Linked DNA regions of Mus musculus: regions 2 and 3 are each linked to region 1. The links are chromatin contacts, called in public capture Hi-C and promoter capture Hi-C maps. All regions are on one chromosome and are shown on one strand. Each heading gives the region's core, a stretch centred on a gene start, on an enhancer-like site or on the middle of the called end of the contact. The rest is flanking DNA. Distances are from core to core; before and after follow the strand shown.

Region 1 (4,707 bases), core at 1,285-3,784:
CATCTGCACAGCTCTGGCTCTGAGCTACTGATCTATTGATCGTCTGGCTGCAGCCTCGCCACAGTGCTGAGATGACAGGCGTGTTCTAGTGCTCTTGAATATCTGGGTCCCCAGATACTCAAACCACGTAGTAAAAGGCCATGGATGCCCTGGAGTTGAAGTTACAGGCCCCACGTGGGTGTGAGGAACCACTCTTAAGCACTGAGCCAGCTCTTCATCTCTCCCACAGGCTTTACAACACCACTGGGTGGGTTATACCCAACACCACAGAACAGATTTGGCTGTCATGTTACTTTGTGTTAATTAGGAATGATTAAAAAAAAAAAAAAAAACTTCCTGTGTTCAGACTCAGTCCCCTACTGATCCCCAGGACAGGTGGTGTGGTGGCCAGTCTTTTTGTTTTTGTTTTTTGTTTTTTGTTTTTTTGTTTTTTTTGAGACAGGGTTTCTTGTGTAGCCCTGGCTGTCCAGGAATTTACTTTGTAGACCAGGCTGGCCTCGAACTCAGAAATCCACCTGCCTCTGCCTCCCAAGTGCTGCGATTAAAGGCGTGCGCCAACACGCCCGGCAGGTGTGGCCTGTTATACCAGCACTTTGGAGGCAGAGGCAGGAAGATGGCCATCCTGGACTATATAAGAAAAGACTATAAGATATAAGAAAAACCTATTACACACACACTGCAAATAAAAACAGAACTCCCTCCTCCAGAATCCTTAACGTTGGGAAATGACCCAAATCTTATCATTTGTTCCTTAGTAACGGGAAACTGAGACACACACACTCAGGGTGTTGTTCAGATCTGAATACACCACATGGCTCACTTTTGCTCCATGTGAAACACACATGGTATTCCCCGCTCTGTGGTGACAGGCTGAGGTGGGTCCCCGGTCCTAGAGGACTTGTTAGATCTTCCTTAACCAAGCCAGTGTTTCAGCCTCACATTCTGCCTCCATGAGTGTGTGATCTCTCTACTTTGATGTTTTGTGGAAAGGACCTGTGGACAGTTGGGGCTGATGTTACAGACCAGTGTCTGTAGTTCGCCAATGTTTCTGCTCCAAAGTCACAGAAGTGGACAAGGGGCTGGGTGTGGAATCTGCCACCCCCTATTCCTGCTGGAATCACTGCACCCAACTACACAAGCTTGACTGCACCCCTCAGCCTCCTGGTTTCAGGTCACAGCTTCAATGCCCTCCCTCTCTCTATTACCCTCTTGCTTTCTCCAGAGCTTACCTCAATGTTTGCCTCCGGGGTTAAGGTCAAAATTGCACCAATGTCCTTCCCCAGGCTCACCACATACTTCCTCCTCTTCCACTGTTCCTTTTTTTTTTCTGTTTAGGCCCCTTGGGTATTATGCATATTTATTTGATGTGCCCATCCCCCACTGAGTATCCCTTGCAAGTCTTGACAGTCAGACAACAGCTCTTCCCTGCACTAGAAGGATTTATGTGAGGTGTATGTTTGTGGGAGGTGAAAGGTCCCAGAGACTCAGTACTGTATTTATGTATCTAGTGTAAATTGTAATTATTACATGCTATTGTGTATTTGCACGTGCGCCAGTGCACTGTGAGGTCTAAGGACAACTTATGGGAACGGATTCTCTCCCCCTTTTGGGAACTGAGCTCCTTGGATGAGGCTTGTAAGCAGACACTAAGCCATCATGCCTGCCTCTAGTGTTTGCTTCTTTTTTAAGACACGGTCTCTTGTAGCCAAAGGGGCCTTGAACCTAATGCTTTCAACCTCCTAAATGTTCTGAAGACAAGCATATACCACCATGCCATGGTGTCTGCCTCTGTGTGTGTGTGTGTGTCTCCTTCCCTCCCTCCCTCCCTCCCTCCCTCCCTCCCTCCCTCCCTCCCTCCCTCCCTCCCTCCCTCCCTCCCTCCCTCCCTCCCATCTCTCTCTCTCTCTCTCTCTCTCTCTCTCTCCCTCTCTCTCTCTTTCTCTCTCTGTGTCTATCTCTCTCCCTCTGTGTGTGTGTGTGTGTGTGTGTGTGTGTGTGTGTGTATTAAGGGGGCTACGATGCTCCAGGCTGGCCTCAACTCCCTTCTAGGCAGGCCCCAAACTTCATCCTTCTTGTCTTAGCTTCCAAGGTAGCTTAAACAAAGATTTCACAGAGCGTTCCCTGGGTGAGCACTGTGACCCCAGACTCCCCATGCATCGGTCCAGGTTTCCAGGGGCTTGAGGCTGGGGAGATACCGGGAAAGCCTCGTCACCCGTGTTCCCCGCGGAGTCCCAGGTGCCACCCCCTCCCCCGCCCCCCGCGCGCGCTAACTATGCTGTTGTGCCTGGTTTGTTGACGCCGTCGCCATAGGGACGGTCGGGGGCGGGGCCCGGCCGCGGGGGCGGGGCTTGAGGAGCGCAGTCCGGGCTCCCGCAGTAGCCGCCACAGCCACCACCGCCAGGCTTATATACCGCGGCTAAATTTAGGCTGAGCCCGGAGCTCGTCCCCATCCGGGACGCGTTTCCGTCGACGCCTCCTAGCCCGGCCCTCTGTGCCTGCCGCGCCTATAAGGCCTGGGTGGGCCGGGCCACAGCACACACAGTCCCTGCCATGGCGCTCAGCGAGCCTATCTTGCCGTCCTTTGCCACTTTCGCCAGCCCGTGCGAGCGCGGCCTCCAGGAGGTGAGGGCAGCGAGGGTCCGCGGGCGGCGGGGTAGCAAGGTACCAGGCTACAGGGTGCAGGAGCCAGTACTGGAGATGACAAGGTCCAGGGTGCTGACCGCCTCAGGGAGTTAGACTTCAGGCTGTGGGACAGGAGGTGGGTGCAGGGACTGAGGACACGCGCGCTGAAGGGATGCCGTGCACCGGGTGCAGATCTTGAGGGCCTAGTTGTTAGACTTTGGGGTGCAGGGTAGCAGGAGGCACCCCCACTCACGTCCCGCGCCCTGTCTCCTGCAGCGCTGGCCGCGAAATGAACCCGAGGCGGGCGGCACGGATGAGGACCTAAACAACGTGTTGGACTTCATCCTCTCCATGGGATTGGACGGTCTGGGCGCCGAAAATCCTCCCGAGCCCCCGCCGCAGCCCCCGCCGCCTGCCTTCTACTACCCGGAGCCGGGTGCTCCGCCGCCCTACAGCATCCCCGCGGCCAGCCTGGGAACAGAGCTGCTGCGCCCCGACCTGGACCCGCCTCAGGGGCCGGCTCTGCACGGCCGCTTCCTCCTCGCGCCTCCCGGGCGGCTAGTGAAGGCCGAGCCCCCCGAGGTGGACGGCGGCGGCTACGGCTGCGCTCCGGGCCTGGCCCACGGACCGCGCGGGCTGAAGCTCGAGGGCGCCCCAGGAGCGACAGGTGCATGCATGCGGGGTCCCGCCGGCCGCCCCCCGCCGCCCCCGGACACGCCGCCGCTCAGCCCCGACGGCCCCCTGCGCATCCCGGCGTCCGGTCCCCGCAACCCGTTCCCGCCGCCCTTCGGTCCCGGCCCCAGCTTCGGCGGTCCCGGCCCCGCGTTGCACTACGGGCCTCCCGCGCCTGGCGCCTTCGGTCTTTTCGAGGACGCGGCGGCAGCGGCGGCGGCGCTGGGCTTGGCTCCACCTGCCACGCGCGGTCTCCTCACGCCGCCCTCGTCCCCGCTGGAGCTGCTGGAGGCCAAGCCCAAACGCGGCCGCCGCTCCTGGCCCCGCAAGCGCGCCGCCACACATACTTGCAGCTACACCAACTGCGGCAAGACCTACACCAAGAGCTCGCACCTAAAGGCGCATCTGCGTACACACACAGGTGGGCGCCTGGCCTCATTCCCGGGATCTGCGGCAGGGGGATGGCCGCGAGTTCAGGAACAGGCTAGGTTACAGAGGAAGACCCTGTCCATCCTCCAGAAGGGAAATGGATACTGTCCCCAGAGTCTATGACACTGCCAAGGGGGTGTGGCAGTTTAATGGGTTGGCTCCGAGGGACTCAGGTCTCAAGAATTCGGGACATAATTAAGAAGCTGTGGAGGGCTGGGCTGGGGCTTAGCACTGCATATAAAGTTTGGCATGGTGGCCTGAGCCTGTCATCTCAGTACTGAGCAGAAGAATCAGGAATTCAGACCTAATCTCAGAATGTTAGGGGAGGAATGCACCTGAGCCTGCTAGTGGTCAGCTTCAGGAGCCCAAGGTTCTCTGTTTAGATTAGATGTGGGATGGAGATGAGAGGGAGAGGGCAGTGCTATCCGGTGCAGGGTGCCCAGAGCAGGCTTTCGGGGAAATTGAGGCTCAATGTCATTCCTCTCTGATGCAGGTGAGAAGCCTTATCATTGCAACTGGGAAGGATGCGGCTGGAAGTTCGCGCGCTCTGACGAGCTTACCCGCCACTACCGAAAGCACACAGGTCACAGACCCTTTCAGTGCCACTTGTGCGACCGGGCCTTCTCCAGGTCCGACCACCTGGCCTTGCACATGAAGCGACACATGTAGCCTGGGTCGACTCGGCTAGCCCATGCGCGACTGTGGCAGGTTCCACGCGCGGGGCACGGTCCCCTTGCAAACAGACTGCTATTTATTGGACCTTAGGACAGAGCCGGACAAGTGTGGCCACAGGAAAATGACTCTGCCACCAGTTCTGGCCCCCACAGTGACTGAAGGCCCCAGGAAAGAAGACAGGAGTCTGTGAAGAATGTTTTCAAAATGGTGCAATAATTGACTTATTTCCCTCGGGTCCCCACTAGAGGATCGAGGCTAGATGCCTTGTGAGAAATGCCTTTGAGTTTACTGTCCCCAACGTTTTTATAA
Region 2 (4,980 bases), core at 354-2,853, about 11 Mb after region 1:
CAGAGCAAGAGAGGGGGTGGGAAAGGAAAAACACCCCAGGGAACAAACCTCCTTTTGAAAGCACAGAGTTGATGGGGCGTAAGGATTGCAGACTCCCATCTCTGGTCCTCTGGCATCATGTTAAAAAAAAAAAAAGAAAAAAGACTGGGGATTTCAAGATTCATTTCACAGGCCCTGGGAAAACTACCAACAATAATCATGATACAGAAGATGAATAGCAATATTAGTATTCAACTTGTGATAAAAAAAAATAGGATTATTTCCTATGTATTGGAGGTTCCTGAAGTATGCCAATTTCCAGAGACAAGTGGTGGTTGCCAGGGGCTGGGGGAGGAGGGAATGGGGAGATACTGTACACTGCTGTACAGCTTCAGTTTTACAAGATCAAAGAGAGTTTAGAGTACTTGCCTAGCAGGAGAAAAGCCCTGAGTTCTAAGCCTAGCACTACAAACTGAGGGAGCAGGCAGGGAAGGGGAAAAAAAAAAAAAACAAAAAAAACCCTAACCTAAGGCTAGGCTGAGGTTGACTAAATTCATCACAAATTTAAGATCTGAGGGGAGAAATACACACAACTCTCAGCTTGGCAGCTTTCATTTACCCGGAACCGCACTGCTAGTGGTTAGAAACTATGCCTTTGAAAAGAAATCTGCATTTCCTTTCTGTTCTGCAATTACTAGCAGGGACCTTCCAACAACTCACTGGACATCTCTGACTTTCACCTACATAGTAACAAACTACAAATCCCTCCGCAGAGGACTATGAGTCTGAGGACATAACAAAACCTCAGTAATACGGTAGTTAGCCCTGACTAATGTATTCTTACTATGAATGTGAGCAGTGAGTTACTGTTTTATGATGATTACTTAAAAGTCAGCAACAACGAAATTAGTATCATCAGGTCGAGAAGAGCATTAGAAGATTTGGTTTTAAGAGGAAAGGTGACCCAAGATACAGTCAGAAGACATGAGCTTCCAGAATGGTCTTGCGCATTCAGATTTCTTCCCTGGCGGTCACGGGCTGGCGTGACCCTGGAACCAACTCCCTCGCCGCCCAGGCATCTTGGCGAGGTGGGTGCGAAGGTCGGAAGAGGCAGGCTGGCTGCAGAGCCCCTCCTGAGCCCGAGGCGCTGACAACGTGCAAGGATTGTGCAAGAGAATCGTTCGTACCAAAACCAAGTGCTCCGCACCGCACTCCTCCTGAACACCTGCCACTCAGGCCATCAAGGATGCTGCAAGGAAGCTGCAAGCTTCTCCTAGGCCCTGCAAGACCCTAAGAAAAGGCATCCCCAAACAACCTGGGTGGCAGGTTTATAAATACCCCCCTGCACATGCGCAATGAGACTACACTGCGCCTGCGCCATGGCGGAGAGTCAGACCATAAAAAAAGGTTCCGAGGCCCTGCAGGACACTTGCGGTCTGCGGTAATCATGGCCCAGGGCCCCGCGCTGCTTACCTCGTAGTGCTTCATGGTTCTTCCACAGGATGGCACCTGCTCTGCTGCAACTGAGTGGCCGCCGTACCGCACCAAACACCACCCAGCTCCACACACACTCGGGGAGCAGCACTCCCGGACTCCGGCTCCGCCCCCCTCTATGCGTGCGTCCCTCCTGCCAATCAGCGTGGGGTGCACCCACTGCTCGCGCCACACAACTGACCAATCAGATTTCTCGATCCAAGGAGCGCAGCGGACCCCCTCCCCCCCACTTTGGCAAGCAAGATTAAAACCCGGCCACCCACCAATCAAAAGGAAGCCTGGGCGCCGCGCGCCCTCTGGCTCCGCCCATTGCAGTGTTGCGGTGGAAATCCAGCGACGTCAGGCTGAGGGGTCAATGCGGCAAAACGAGAACAAAGAGCTGCGTGGCCCGGAGAGCCAGGCTTGGGGTGAATTCGTAGATGTAGAGAAGCTCATCTAAGAGATGAGACCTCAGATTATCATCCATCACCAGGACCCTTGAAAGGACTCCAGATATCACGAATGGAGAAAGGAAAAGAAAACCTGCACCGCATTCTACAGGTGCCCCTCCTAAAACAGCTCCTGTCAGTTGAGCTGGCCCTAGAAGCAAAACCACCTTTGTCTCTGCCTGCGTTATCGTGTACAGTTTGGTTACTACTGGCCACATGTAGCTACTGAGCCCTTGAAATATACAGGAAAAAAATGACAGGTGCTGCCAGTCTAAAAATACAGGACATCAGAGAACAGTGCAGAGAAAGACGACATTACAGGGGCTGGTGAGATGGCTCAGTGGGTAAGAGCACCAACTACTCTTCCAAAGGTACTGAGTTCAAATCCCAACAACCACATGGTGGCTCACAACCACCCATAATGAGATCTGATGCCCTCTTCTGGTGCGTTTGAAGACAGCTACAGTGAACTTATTTTAATAAATAAATCTTTGGACCGGAGCAAGTGGGGTTGGCCAGAGCAAGCAGAGGTGTAGAGGTCCTAAATTCAATTCCCAACAATCACATTAAGGTTCACAACCATCTGTACAACTACAGTGTGTACTCATATATATAGAATAAATAAATCTTAAAAAAAAAAAGACATTACAAATGAAGGCATTTGGTATCCTACCTAATGGGCTCAATTCAATCCCAGGGACCCACATAATGTAAGGCCGGAACAGAGACACCATGGCACATGTGCAAGCACACATATACACACACTCTCATAAGTAAATATAAAATGTTAAAAGCCTAGTGCAGCCAGATTCTGCTTGCTGTAGTCTGCAGCCTGAATATATATATGTATATACTGCAGGAATAAATGTTCAGACATGGCATTTAGGGTTAGTTTAATAATATTATATAACAGGCCCAATAAAATTGTAGACTTTCTTGCCAGAAAAAGGGGGGAGGGGCTGTGGATCAGAACAGACGTTTTCAGTAGAAGAAATACAAATGGCTAACATATATCTCAAAGTATTCATCATTCTTTAGAGTTAGAGAAACAGAAATTAAACTTTGAGGCTTCATCTCATCTCTGTCAGAATGGATAAAACCAATAAAACAACCATTAACAAATTCTAGAGGGCGTGTAGGGAAAGGTAACCCCTTGTTCACTGCTGGGAGGATTGCAAACTGGTGTAGCCACTATGGAAATAAGTTTGAGAATTCTCAAAAAGCCAAAAAAATAAACCATATAATCCAGCTATACTGCTCCTTGGCATATGACCAAAGGACTTCTCACTCCACAGATACTTGCTCAGCCATGTTGGCTGCCATACACAGTAGCTAGGAAATACAACGTACGTAAACATTCTCTGATCGACGGCTGGCTAATGGCAGTGTGGTACATATACTCTGTGCAATACTATTTTGCTGTAAAGAAAACTGAAATTGTGAACTGTCAGGGTTCCACCCTGACACTCAGGTACCGATGTGGGGCGCAGAGCAGAGGAGAATGCCCTCTGGTCACTAACCCTCTTTTACTGTTCTGGGGACCAGGACTGGTGGCTTCTGGCAAGTGACTCCTGCTGATAGCAGTAGGAGATTAGGAAAAGAAATGGAATTACTTGGACTCTTTATTCTTTAACTCAGGGGCCTCTCACTGGCCTGTCGAGAAGCTCATTAACTCTTTGTGAGGGCTGGCAAGATGGCTCAGAGTTTAAGAGCATTGGCTGCTCTCCCAAAGGTCCAGAGTTCAGTTCCCAGCAACTACAAAGTGGCTCATTACTATCTATAATGAGATCGGGTGCCCTCTTCTGGCCTGCAGTATATATGCAGGCAGAACACTACGAAATAAATAACTGGCTCCACAGAGAAAGAAAAAACATAAAAAAGGAAGTCAGCCTGACATCTACACATTTATTTTTCTCCCAGCCTTTTTATAGCTTCTTAGACAAAAGTTCTTTATAAAATTACCTCACAGATAAAATGCTAAACAAAAGGGAGTCCCAGAAGATGTCAATAGTAAGTTCAAAGCAGTGTTTCATTCTATAAGCTCACAAGTTCAAAGCAACAGTTTCACATGCCCTTGCTTTTCCATAGTGCACACTTGTGGCCTCATCCTTGGACCTGATCTAGAATAATTGATTTGTTCTAAGTGTATTTTTCTTCCTAGTGCAATTTACATGCCATAACAAAGAACTCTGTTTACAGGCTGGAGAGATGGCTTATAAGGCGGGTTAAGAGCACTGACTGCTCTTCCGAAGGTCCTGAGTTCAAATCCCAGCAACCACATGGTGACTCACAACCATACGTAATGAGATCTGATGCCCTTTTCTGATGAGTCTGAAGACAGCTACAGCGTACTTATATATAATAATAATAAATAAACTTGGGGCAGAGCAAGCAGGGTCGGAGCAAGCAGAGGTCCTGAGTTCAATTCCCAGCAACCACATGGTGGCTCACAACCATATGTACAGCTACAGTGTACTCATATACATAAAAATAAATAAATAAATATTTTTTTAAAAACTCTATTTGCAGCTTTTTATTTTACCAGGAGCTTAAAATTACTTGAATCAATTCAAGAGTTCTATAAAATCATTATCAGGAATTATGAAATCATCAATTCATCTAAACAGCATTATTACATGAAAGTACACCTTCATAATGATCTGCAGGAAGTTTGCTCAATAGGGTGGGCTGATGCCCAGGATTCCTTAGCCTGTGTGATAGTGGCAGGAAAGACACAGCAGCAGCAAGAAGCAATCCTGGGGCGAAATCTCTGGGGTCCATGTCTCTCAAAGCACACCCATTGTTGCCATGCAAAATGGTAGGCCATCTCCAGAAAACTCACTCGCTTACCATAACTTTTCCTACATGGCTTGTGCCAATAAGCTTTGCAGGGAAATGAATGGAACATGGAACTCAAATTGATCCTATTAAATGAAATAACACAGACCCAGAAAGAGAAATGCCACAGGTGTTCTCAAATTTGAGGCTCCTAGCTCCAAATCTTTAGATTTAGGTCCATAACCTGACCTGCAGAAACCAGGAAAGTTAAAAAACCACAACAGGGGAGTACCAGAGAAGT
Region 3 (4,355 bases), core at 673-3,172, about 12 Mb after region 1:
GCCTGCCTCTGCCTCCCGAGTGCTGGGATTAAAGGCGTGCACCACCACGCCCAGCTAAGAATATATATTCTTAAATATTATATACTTAAACAATATGAGTGCAGATGCTTACAGAGACCAGAGGACGGTATCAGATCCTTTGAAGCTAGAGCGGGTTGGAAGTCAGGTCCTCTGCAAGAGCAGTATACTCTTAAAGCACTGAACCACTTCTCTAGCCCTCAAATTCCTCATCTCACAAGAATGGCCTTGAACTCCTAACCTGCCTCCTAAGTGCTGAAATTACTGGCTTACATTTTCTTTTTTTTTTTAATATTTATTTATTTATTATATGTAAGTACACTGTAGCTGTCTTCAGACACACCAGAAGAGGGAGTCAGATCTTGTTACAGATGGTTGTAAGCCACCATGTGGTTGCTGGGATTTGAACTCAGGACCTTCAGAAGAGCAGTCGGGTGCTCTTACCTGCTGAGCCATCTCACCAGCCCCTTACATTTTCAACTATAAATTTTGTGAAATATAAAAGGTCAGATACCTCTTTCAAATAAAAGTGGACAGTCCCATGCTAGGTTACAGACCTGTTTGAAATGTGAAACACATACAGGATCCCAAAGACTTCTCAATGAGTAAAAAGGTGCAGGATAGCTCATTGGTGTTTTTAGAATGGTCATATTTGAAATGATTATTTTTGTCCTATTTAGTTAAGTGTCTATTAAAAATCATATTCATTGCTTCTTGGCCTTTTTGCATTGGCCAAGTATGAAAACTAATTTACTTACTTCCCCAAACTCACTGTGTAGATCAGGCTGGCCCACAGAAGTCTGCCTACCTCTGAGTCCTGAGATTAATGGCACGCATCTACCTTTCCATTTTGTTTTAACCTTTAAAAGATGTGATTGGTAAAGGTTGTGTAAGAAGCTATGACAGGGTATAAAGAACCAGAAAGTAAGGAGAAAAGGTAAGTTTCACAGACAGCGGCAGTTAACTGGTTTGGTTTTGGATCAGGGTTTCTCTGTGTAGCCCTGGCTGTCCTAGAACTTGCTCTGCAGACCAGGCTGGCCTCGAACTCACAGGTCCACCTGCCTCTGCCTCCCGTGTGCTGGGATAAAAAGCGTGCGTCACCGAGCCCGGGCTGAAAGACAGAGTGCAGAGGCAGGATTCAAACCCTGGTCTGTCCACGAACCAGAACTCCCTTCGGACTGAGACTCGATCCTGTATCCCCTCTCATCGCTACGCCATCTTGTCTCAGGGGTGATCTAAACCTTCTCGACAGTCTCCTCGACCATGATTTTCAAAGGTAGGAACCCCTCAGGGTAGTCCCCAGAAACGCTCACCTGCTGACAGCCGCCTAAACCGCCCAGGCCACTCTCTCCTCCTTAAAGCTTTTCACTGTGAGGGTGTGCGATTTCCACAGCTCTCCAGCCCGGCGTTCCTCACGCCCACCATAATAGCCAATCACGTCTCAGAAACCCGCTTACGGCCACGCCCACGATCGATACTCAATCACTGCGAGTGCGAGTGCCGTCTTCTCAGCGCGTTTTAGTGAGAGTCGCGCGCCACCGTTCGGCCGTTGGTGGCGCTGCTCTCTGTGAGGTGCGTCTACCGGAAAAGCGGAACGAGGGGCGGGGGATGCCGGTGCGGTAACCCTTGGGATTGGACAAGAGAAGTTCCGCGCTCTAACTCCGCCCACCCCGGAGCGAGCTATTCCAGTCGGAGACTCCAGGGATTGGTTCCCGATAGACCTTTACGAAGCTAAGAGATTAACGTTCCGCCTCCTGGGGCCCGTGAAGAGGGAGCTTCTCTGATTGGTCTGAGGGTCCAGGCGCGCGCCTGAAGACGCCTCGAGATTGGCTGATGGCTCGCGCCGTCATCGGTCCTTAGCGGCGATTGGCTGGAAGGCGGAGCCGGCTATTTGAAGGGAGCGCGCTGAGCGGAGGAGCGCTTCAGAGGGAAGAGTTGGGAGACGCAGGGAGGTTTCCGTCCTGTCGTCCCCCCCTTCTTCTCTGTCGCAAGTCACTGTGAAGAAGTCTCCACAGCAGCTGCGGCTCCCGGGCGCGGTGATGGCCAAGGTGTCGGTGCTGAATGTGGCTGTGCTGGAGAACCCGAGCCCTTTCCACAGCCCCTTCCGGTTCGAGATCAGCTTCGAATGCAGTGAGGCCCTGTCTGACGGTGAGGCCGGGCCTGAGCCGGGGACCCCAGACCCTCCTGCCCTCGGGGTTTCGCCACCCCCAATCTCCCGGGGCCAACTAGATCTCCCATTAGATACGCCTCCATGGCCCAGCTCCGGTCTCTCGGTGGAGCCGGCTCTGTCCAGTGTACATTGTCTGGTGGAGGCCTCGTCACCCTTCGTCTTGCACCGCTTGTCCTTGTACGCTTTCCCTGGAGACCCGCAGCCACGCCTTTTCCCTATGGCTAGACCCCGCGTTGATGCCCTTCCTCCTAAGAAACCATCCACGTGTCCTATGGAATCCCAACCTCCAGTCCCGTCCCCCCCCCTTTTCCTTGTGGGTATCTTTTCCTACAAAGCAGCCAGACTCTTCTGTTGCCCTGTCCGCCCATGTCAAGACCTTCTTCACCCCATGGCTCCCAAAAACCCCCTCCCCAGACAACTCCAGATTTGTCCCCCACAACTCCTGCTTGCCAACCGTAACAACATGGTGTTGCCTATAAGCCTTCTTCCTTTAGGTTAGTCCCAGATCCTATGTCTGAGCTCCCTCTGAGGAGAGATGGGGGCTTCTGACTCCAGGCTTTGTAGGTAACTTGGTCTCCCCAGCTCCTGGTCTGGGTGAATGTCCTGAGGTGAGGGGTGCCACAGCCAGGCAGGCCTCTTCCAGTTTCTGAGATTTCTACTAGCTGCCAGCTAACTCAGTGCAAGGAACCCCTCATCCCTTTTGATGGGCTGACCTTGTCTGGGGAGTGGGTGGACTGACCAAACAGGGATGGGATCCAACTTCCATCAACTGGGAGGCCACGGGCTTTTGTGGATCTTTCACAGAATGACTTAATTCATCTGTGGGACATAAAGGTGGACATGGCTCTCATCACACAGATGAGAGAACAAGAGCCATAAAGAGCAAAAGACTTTCAAATAAATCCATGAACATGTAAACTGTGAAGTCACTTTGGATTCTCAGCTCCCCAGCAAAAGGCAAGTCCTGTTTTCAGAGGACCTGCTTTCAACACTCCACGAGACCATTTCTCTACTGAGTGTTGAAAGGATGTAGCAGCTGAGGAGGTGGAGCTCTGAGAGCCTAGGCTGTGGCAACTAGTGCCTCTTGGTGGCTGTTGGTGGTATTCAGTTAAGGCCAGCCACTCCTGTTCACTTGGAGCTGCTATGTGTGTGCTTGGGGTGGGTCAGTGGCTCAGCCTCTCCCTAGTTTCTTACCCCTTAAGTTTAAATGAATCTACTTATGACTAACTATAGAATAAGCTGGGTTAAATCCTTACTGGAACAAGGCAGGGTGTAAATAAATAAATAAAAGGTAGAGTAACAGTGTGGAATACGATTTATTTGGAAGCCAAGAGGAGATATAAGGAGCTGATAGATTAAGGGATTCACAGTTCCCAGATGCTGAGAGATCAGGTTTCAATCAGTCTGTTTGTGCTCCTTGCATTTAAAAATGGTTGCATGGTCATTGCCTAGTATTACTTTTATTCCTTATTTATAGAACCAGAACAGCGAGGCTAGAGTCAGCCTGTTGGTCATGTTTTAATAGGAGCAGGGTGATTTTTCCAAGTCAGCCAGATAGTAGTAGAAGCATTATCATTGAAGTTTGTCTCTGAGTTCTGAGTCCAGATTGTTTTTATTTATTTATTTTTTTTTTTAGTTTAATTTGTGGGTGTGGGCCAGAGAAACTGCAAGTGGTCTTTCTCAATTGCTGTCCACCTTTTTTTGTTTTGTTTTGTTTTGTTTTTTGTTTTTTGTTTTTTCCAGACAGGGTTTCTCTGTATAGTCTTGGCTGTCCTGGGACTCACTTTGTAGACCAGGCTGGCCTCGAACTCAGAAATCCGCCTGTCTCTGCCTCCCAAGTGCTGGGATTAAAGGTGTGCGCCACCACTGCCTGGCCACCTTTTTATTTTTATTTTATTTTATTTTTTGTGTGTATGTTTTGTCTACATGTATTTATGCCACCACTTGAGTGCCTGATAGCCACATAGTTCAGAAGGAGTTGGGTATTCTAGAACTTGAGTTACAGGCTTGTGAGTCTCCATGGAGGTGTTAGGAATCTTACCTGGCCTCTAGAAGAGCAGCCAATGCTCTTAACCATGGGCTGTCTCTCTAGCCTTGTCCTACTTAAAAGACAGTGTCTCTGTAAAGCCTGGAGCTACAATACTGGTAGTCTGGCTGTCTAGTAAGC

What was found. Promoter capture Hi-C pulls out the DNA fragments that hold promoters and counts their contacts. Capture Hi-C pulls out chosen DNA fragments and counts their contacts.
Region 2: a promoter capture Hi-C map of cranial neural crest shows a contact between it and region 1. The contact joins the promoter of Tecr here to the promoter of Klf2 in region 1.
Region 3: a capture Hi-C map of intestinal organoids shows a contact between it and region 1, with 17 read pairs. The contact joins the promoter of Asf1b here to the promoter of Klf2 in region 1. A contact is called at or near these places in 2 of 39 promoter capture datasets (cranial neural crest and frontonasal cranial neural crest) and 1 of 9 other capture datasets (intestinal organoids).

Annotation. Positions count from the first base shown.
Region 1 is chr8:72,316,528-72,321,234 of GRCm38.p6, forward strand. It overlaps Klf2 (Kruppel-like factor 2 (lung)), which reads left to right and starts at 2,535. Exons shown (of 3, transcript NM_008452.2): 1 at 2,535-2,622; 2 at 2,899-3,715; 3 at 4,217-4,707. The coding sequence starts at 2,551. The coding sequence ends at 4,392.
Region 2 is chr8:83,592,888-83,597,867 of GRCm38.p6, forward strand. It overlaps Tecr (trans-2,3-enoyl-CoA reductase), which reads right to left and starts at 1,604. Exons shown (of 13, transcript NM_134118.5): 1 at 1,453-1,604. The coding sequence starts at 1,467. D830024N08Rik (a long non-coding RNA gene) reads left to right here. Exons shown (of 3, transcript XR_003947410.1): 3 at 4,101-4,141.
Region 3 is chr8:83,953,772-83,958,126 of GRCm38.p6, forward strand. Asf1b (anti-silencing function 1B histone chaperone) reads left to right here and starts at 1,923. Exons shown (of 4, transcript NM_024184.2): 1 at 1,923-2,166. The coding sequence starts at 2,058. Gm10644 (predicted gene 10644) reads right to left here and starts at 1,562. Exons shown (of 5, transcript NR_169070.1): 1 at 1,332-1,562.